Regions from separate parts of the Sus scrofa genome. Here region 1 is linked to region 2. A link is a contact called in public HiChIP or PLAC-seq data. All regions are on one chromosome and are shown on one strand. The core of a region is the stretch at or near the end of the contact, and the rest is flanking DNA. Distances in the headings are between cores, read along the strand shown. Region 1 overlaps LOC106506135 (a long non-coding RNA gene). Region 2 overlaps CACUL1 (CDK2-associated and cullin domain-containing protein 1).

Evidence for each region. HiChIP or PLAC-seq counts read pairs in DNA pulled down with a chosen protein or histone mark.
Region 1: a contact with region 2 is called in an H3K27ac HiChIP or PLAC-seq map of alveolar macrophages. The contact joins two enhancer-like sites. A contact is called at or near these places in 3 of 47 Hi-C or Micro-C datasets (embryonic fibroblasts, heart right ventricle and liver) and 1 of 2 datasets of contacts at active chromatin or transcription factors (alveolar macrophages).

The regions. Positions count from the first base shown.
Region 1 is chr14:128,801,252-128,804,808 of Sscrofa11.1, reverse strand. The region is part of intron 5 of LOC106506135 (a long non-coding RNA gene); the gene reads left to right. Among named protein-coding and RNA genes, the nearest start is that of CACUL1, 54 kb to the right of the region's middle. Within about 2 kb of position 1,273, at least 9 of the 83 cell types and tissues checked have an H3K27ac peak or open chromatin away from gene starts, as enhancers often do. A contact at or near this core is called in alveolar macrophages, where this site is marked.
Region 2 is chr14:128,708,725-128,712,229 of Sscrofa11.1, reverse strand. It overlaps CACUL1 (CDK2-associated and cullin domain-containing protein 1), which reads left to right. Exons shown (of 9, transcript XM_003483565.4): 4 at 3,331-3,426. Among named protein-coding and RNA genes, the nearest start is that of CACUL1, 39 kb to the left of the region's middle. Within about 2 kb of position 1,294, at least 6 of the 83 cell types and tissues checked have an H3K27ac peak or open chromatin away from gene starts, as enhancers often do. A contact at or near this core is called in alveolar macrophages, where this site is marked.

The DNA of each region.
Region 1 (3,557 bases), core at 24-2,523, 93 kb before region 2:
CCATGTATGAGCTGCCTGGCTATTGGCACACTTAGAAGCTTTGAGCCTCAAATTCTTCATCGAGATTGGGGTGACAGTAAAACAAGGGGGTTTCAGTAAAACAAGTTCATGTACTGGCCAGGTGTGATGGTTCCGTTTTTGGTCCACTAGACTGGGTCGTGGGATATCCAGATATTTGGCCAAACACTTGTAGGTGTGTCTGTGAGGGTGTTTCCAGAAGAGATGAGCATTTGAATTTGGCGGACTCAAATAACTAAATAATCCAGGCTACACCTAATTGAACTGTGAATACAGGCTTCATTTATCTGGAGTTTTGCTTCAAAGAACTACTTTTGTTAAGGCAGCCCTGCGTCTTATGACAGTAACTGAAGCCACTGAGAAATGACTCCACTGTGATATTTAGCAAATTATTTTTATCTGATGGGTAAACTCACATTAGTGCAGCTGTTCATGTCGAAGAGAAGGGAACAGAGTGAGGGGTGTTTGGGGCGCCTGCTGGGCTCGCTTCATCAAAGGTGCCTTGTTGTCTGGTGTCTGTCTCCGGTTGTGCTATTTCTGCGGGGCTGAGTTGTCACTGACGTGTCGCTGGTGGCAATAATAAAACTTAAAGAAAGTGGGAGTATCCTGGTTCAGTGAGAGGGCCTGGACTAAACAGGTGAGGCAGTTTTCTGCATGAAGGAGGGCCTTGGCTCCAATTTCACTTTCCCAAGCCTCATGCCAGACAGGCTTCCCACCCCTGCATCGCGTGTTCTTTTTTTCCTGCATAACTCATGCCCAAGGCAGAGAACACCAGCTGCCTCCTCCACTGGCCGGTTGGGTCACCTGCCACTGGCACTGAGCTCCTCCAGCAGAGGTCCCTCCGGAATCATCGCCTTCATAATTGCTCTTCCCTCGGCAGGATTCTTCCCTAGGCTTCCCCTGGCTTTCCCAGGGCATGTGCGTGGCTGTCTCCTCACCATTCAGGCTGCCGCTGAAATGTCACCTCCTCAGAGAAGCCCTCCCTGACCCCACCAGGGAGGTAGCCCCCACCCCACCAGCGGTCTCATCCAAGGTCAGCCAAGTGAGTGAGCCGTTTCAGACACCTGGCTCAGCCTAGCTGCAGGTGGCTGCAGCTGTCGCCACATTGGACTATAAGGACAGGAACAGCCAAGTGAGAACCGCTCAGCTGAGCCTCGTCAACTCACTGAGCGTCGTCACCCCCTGTGGTAAAGCCACTGAGTGTTAGCTAGTTTCCTCATCACAACTCTGGGAGGACGGACATTCTTCCTCCCTTTAGAAAGGAGGAAGCAGAGCCACGGAGAGGCGAGTCAGCCCCCACAATCATGCCGCGAGGCCTGAAGCTCCTTATTGTGTCGAGGGGAAACTCAGGTTCTGAGGGATTAGAAAGACTGGCCAGGAGTCCCCCGCTGGTGGCTGCCCAATGGGTTCAAGGCTGGAGCTCCCTGCCCCCACCCTCTCCATGGCTCTGCCCTTCCTGTCGAGCGTGGCTCTTTTCCAGCCCAGCTTCTGCATGTCTCCCCCCGCCCCCCCGGCCCTTTCCAGGGAGCCCCTCCCTCCCTGAACAAGCAGCAGGGGCTAAAATTTTGTGCACGTGGCACTAGGAACCGAGCCGGGCGAAAATAAATCCCAGATGGAGCAAAGAGCTAAACAAACAAACAACTAGAATAGAATCTTTGCAGAAAATATAAGAGAATATTTTTGTCATTCTCGGGAGTGTCAGCTTTCCTCACCGAGTCACAAAACCCAGAGGCTCCCAAGGAAAAGCCTGACATCCTTGACGATATACAGCGAGAAAACCTTCAGATTGACAGAGGCCCTTGAGTAGAGTGAAGCACAACCACAGACCAGAGAAAATTGTTTTCTTCATATCCAACAGAGAATTAAGTTTCAAAATAGTCAATGAAGAGTTCCCATCATGCTAATGAATCCGACTAGTAACTAGGAGGTTGCGGATTCGATCCCTGGGCTTGCTCAGTGGGTTGGGGATCTGGCATTGCCGTGAGCTGTGGTATATGTAGGTCGCAGACTCAGCTTGGATCTGGCATTGCTGTGGCTATGGTGTAGGTCAGCAGCTGCAGCTCTGATTGGACCCCTAGCCTGGGAACTTCCATATGCCTCATGTGTGGCCCTAAAAAGCAAAATAAATAAATAAATAAATAATTAAAATAAAAAAAAGAATATTCAATGAGGGAGTTCCCATCATGGCTCAGTGGTAATGAATCCAACTAGTATCCAAGAGAGTGCAGATTTTATCCCCGGCCTTGCTCAGTGGGTTAAGGATCCGGCATTGCCATGAGCTGTGGTGTAGGTCGCAGACACGGCTCGGATCCTGGGTTGCTGTGACTGTGGGGTAGGCTGGCAGCTGTAACTCTGATTAGACCCTTAGCCTGGGAACCTTCATATGCTGTGGGTGTGGCCTTAAAAAGAAAAACAAACAAAGAAACAATATTCAACGTTGAGCAGAGACAGCTTCCTCACACCCCCAAATAAAAACCATAGTTTAGTGTTAGGTTTGCCGAGGGAGGAACGCACAAGGCCAAGGTGGTCAAGCAACAGAGATTGATGAAGGCATCAGAGGGGCACGGGCTGAGCTCAGGATGGTGCCAGCCCTGACTGTGAGGAGGTGCCAGGCTTATAAAGGACCTGTGCTGGGAATCTGGCTGAATGGAGTTCATGGCGGGAATGTGGGGCAGGAAGGATGAAGGAGGGGAAGGTCAAGGGCGGGTTAGGGGGTCGAGTCCCATGACAGAGGGCACTGAATCCTTGCGGGAGGTTAATCTATGCAGGCGGTTGTTTTCCACAGGCCGTTGTTGCTTGCTGCCCAACTCAGCCTCCACATTCGGGCAGAGGGTGTCCATAGCAGGTCTCCAAGGTCAGCAGCCACACTTGGGGGGTGGGGGGTCTGTCTCTGTCCTCCTGGGAACCTATCACTCAGGAGTTCCCACTGTGGGGCAGTGGGATTGGAGGTGTCTCTGTGGCACTAGGACACAGGCTCAATCTCTAGCCTGGCACAGTGGATTAAAAGGATTGGTGTTGCTGTACCTTTGGCATGGATCTGATCCCTGGCCCGGGGAACTCCATGTGCCTTGGGGCAGCCAAAAAATCTATAGCTCAAACACATCACTTGAGGGCTCGCACCACTGGCATATGGAAGTTCCCGGGCCAGGGATTGAACCCATGCCGCAGCAGTAACCAGAGCCAGGTTCTTAACCTGCTATGCTACCAAGGGAACTCCTGACCTCAGCTGTTTTGCTTTCCATCTCATAGAGGAAGGTGTTTCAGGGCTGACAGGAGGGTTCCACTGTGATCAGAGACCTGGCTGCTTCTGTCTTTCGGCTTCACCATTGCTAGAGAGTAGCTTTTGTCCTCAAGTTTGCCTCTGCTCCAAAATGATTGTTGGGGCACCAGCCATCACATCTATATTCTAAGCAGGAATCTCCTCCAAAGAGGAAGAAGAGGAAGAAGGAAGAGCGAAAATGTGCATCTCAGCTTTCTGTTCTTTGTGGCTATCATACCCAGTAACCTCTGCTCATATTTCATTGACCAGCACTTAGTCA
Region 2 (3,505 bases), core at 45-2,544:
TGGTTGTTTTTCTGGTGACATGCTTTTTTTCTTATTTGGGAAGAAAATTAAGCTTGCTTATGTTGAGAATGAAAAATTTAATTTAATGTCCAAGCCAAATACGTTCTGGTGAAATTACATAAATCAAATAGGTAGCAGTTTCCCCTGATAGTGCCCAAAGTATACTGAACCTAAGTTTTAAGGAGGAACAATTTAATTTTTTTTTTTTTAACCAACGGTTATTTCTAAGTTCCTAGTAAAGAGATTGGATTTATTTTAGAAGACTTAGAATGTGTAGTCTGTCATTTAAGAGATTTTGAATAAGTGCTGCATGAAATGTGGAAGTACAACTAAGTAGACTTTGGTTCTGACATTTGATTGGATGCAAAAAGTGCTTTTTAATCCTCATAAGCTTTGAGGCTTTGGGAATTCTGAAAAGAATAACTAAGGAGTTCAATTTTATTTATACTTTCTGCTGTTAAGTGTAACTTTTGATCAGTGTTCATACTTTTGACTTTTAGATTAAATGTCCTTTAATGAAAAGGGAGAATTATTTTAATGCAGAAACTCTTCAGATTTTCTTTTTCTTATAATACTTCTAAAATTTATTTCTTTGAATACTGAAATATAATTTCTAGAGTTCTTTGAAGCAGTTTAGAGAAAGATATAACATGAAATTCTGTTCATTAGTTAGAGTAAAAGGTTTGCCCATAATGTGGAACCATTTCCACCAGTTCTTTAGTTATTAACAAAGAATGCCTTTAGTAATGTTACTGGATTTTTCTGAAGCATCAGACAAATGGGTAGTTAATTCAGAAAGGAGTTTACTTACTGCTTCCATATACATGTGTAATAGTTGACATTTTTAAACGCGCTCACATTACTTTCTTTGATTCTCCACACATCTTGGAAGTGGCACAGTTAGTATTTTTCTTATTTTTATGTGTATGGAAATTGGAATTCAGAGGGCTAAATGAATTGCCTTATGTCATATAACCTTGTTAAATAGCAAAATAGCAATTTAGATTTGAGTGTGGCTAGATTCAAGATTTAGATTTAAACAATGAATATTGAAGCAAGACTCTCCTAAATGCCAAAAGGAAAAAAAAAAAAAAAAAAAAAAAAGGCATTTCTTTACCTACTGCGTTCCAGGTTTTGTAGTTTGCTCTAGATACCCAAAGATAGCACACAGATCTGGCCCTCCAGTGGCTGAAAGTTTAGCGGCAGAGACCACCCAGGGACAAGTAAGTGCAGTGGTGCCCTCTTAAAGGGCTGTGTATCTCACTTTTGAGGAAGTGAGTCAGGTCTTGAAGGTTGAATAGGAGAAGTTAGCCAGGGTGAGTCTGGGACTGTTAGTAGTTCCTAGTGATTGCTGTGCTGGGCTACATGTGAGAGGAGCAGGATGTGAAAGCAGAGAGGTAGGTGGTGTGCCCTGAAGTTGAAACCGAACTTTCTTTTTGAAGGTTTCACAGTGCTAAAAAAGGAATGGGAATAGATGGAACGACTCGGTTTGAACAAGGTTTGAGTCTCAGTTCTTGAGCTTATTAGCTGTGGGACTGTGGTCGAGTGACTAAATATTTCTGAGCCCCAGTTGCCTCAGATGTAAAATGGGAATAACATTTAATTTATTGCAGTAGGAGGACTAAGAAAAATGTGAAAAGAAGCACCTAGTGGCCAAACCTGATGCAAGAACTCAGTAATGGAAGATGAATTAGAAGTAAGGACAGCTCCCTACACATACTCTAAGCTTCTAAGTAGAACTGAAAAAAATGAATTAAATCTTATTTTAAAATATTATGGACTGTTTGGGCATTTCTAAAACAGTTTAGCTGAAATGGTTTTATAACTTCAATGTTTAAATTTAATATTTTGGAGTCTTTTCAGTGGGGCGTTTCTTTATATCCTTGTTTGAAAGCCAGACTTTGTGTATGATATGGCTGTCAGGTTATGAGGTTGTTACAAGTTAGCCCTTGTGTAGAGTCAGTTTTGTTGGCTTGATGTTTTGTGCCAAGCCCATTCCTCCACCTCTCTTGCCCAGGAATGAATTCACAGCTGGAAAGACCTGGATCTGTCATCTCTTAAACACTATAATTTTAGGCAAATCCTTAAATTGTAGGCAAACACATTTGTGTGTTTCTTCTATATGAAAATGGCACCTAATTAATGTAGCTTTAGAGAATAAAATTAAATAGTACATGGGTGCATTTGTAAAACGCATTAATCTACTTGGGCTGCTGTAACAAAATACCACAAACTGAGTGGTTTAAACAACAGGAATTTGTCTCGTTCTGGAGGCTAGGAAGTCCAAAAATAATGATATCAGCTGATTTGGTGCCTGATGAGAGGTCTTCTGGCTTGTAGACAGCCATTCTCTTTACGTGTGCTCCCTCACATGGCCTTTCCTCTGAGTGTGCTCTGGGGGAGGGGAGGGAGAGGAAGGGGAGGAGAATGTGCCCTGGTGGGTGTCTTTTCTTATAAGGACACTAATCCTCTAGGATCAGGACTCTACCCTTACAAACTCATTTTGCCTTAATTACTTCCTTACTCTAAATGCAGCTGCACTGTTAGGGCTTCAGCATATGAACTTGTGTGTGTGACACACAAACACACACACATTCATTCCACAACATGCAGTACAATTGGAAGTTTTTTCTTTGATGCTGTATGACATGGTATGTGGTAACAATGAGTAAATGCCAATCATATATTATATTTAACTGCTCTCCAGAGCTGCATGTGTGTATAGACCGTTTGAATGCTACTTCCTAGCCAATAACGTTTATAATCCGTTAGCTACAGGGGTGGTTTATGACCGAGTTATGTTACTGTGCTTACAGTAGATATAAGATATCAGCAGACTTTCTTGTAGTGTGTTAAGTCCATACCACAGTCAGAATATTACTGTGCTTACGGTAATTATAAGATATCAGCAGACTTTCTTGTTGTGTGTTAAGTCTATACCACTTCCTTGATTTTTCCCTACCTTCCAGGCCCTAATGTGGTTTGGTTCCCATAGTAAATGTCTATGTTCAGTGATAATTTTAAAAATCGTATCATTTATCTTGATTGCGAATTCACCTTTTTATTTTTTAACAGAGCAGGACTTTTAACTAATGTGGTAAGGTTACACATTTTAAAGACAGCTGAATCAGACCTCAGTTTTGCATAGCAGATTTTGGAGCAAAGATAGAAGTCTTAACTAAACTTCAAGATACAGGCCTCTTCCTTTTCTTTTTTGTGAATTTCAATATGATTTTGATTGACTTGTAGGTCTGTTTGCATTTTAGATTGTGCTGGAAGATCTTCATACCTAGTTTCCCAGGATGATCACGTTTATGCTCTTTCTCACAGGCCAGCCCTCCAGACCTTTATATTGAAAGATTTAATCTAGCTCTTGGACAATATATGGGAGCATTGCAGAGCATTGTGCCTCTTTTCATATATATGGTAAGTTAGGTCTCTTTCCCCTTTCTAGATACCTTGGTTTATTGGTTTAAGTGCAGATAAATGTGTAAAGTTAAGCATA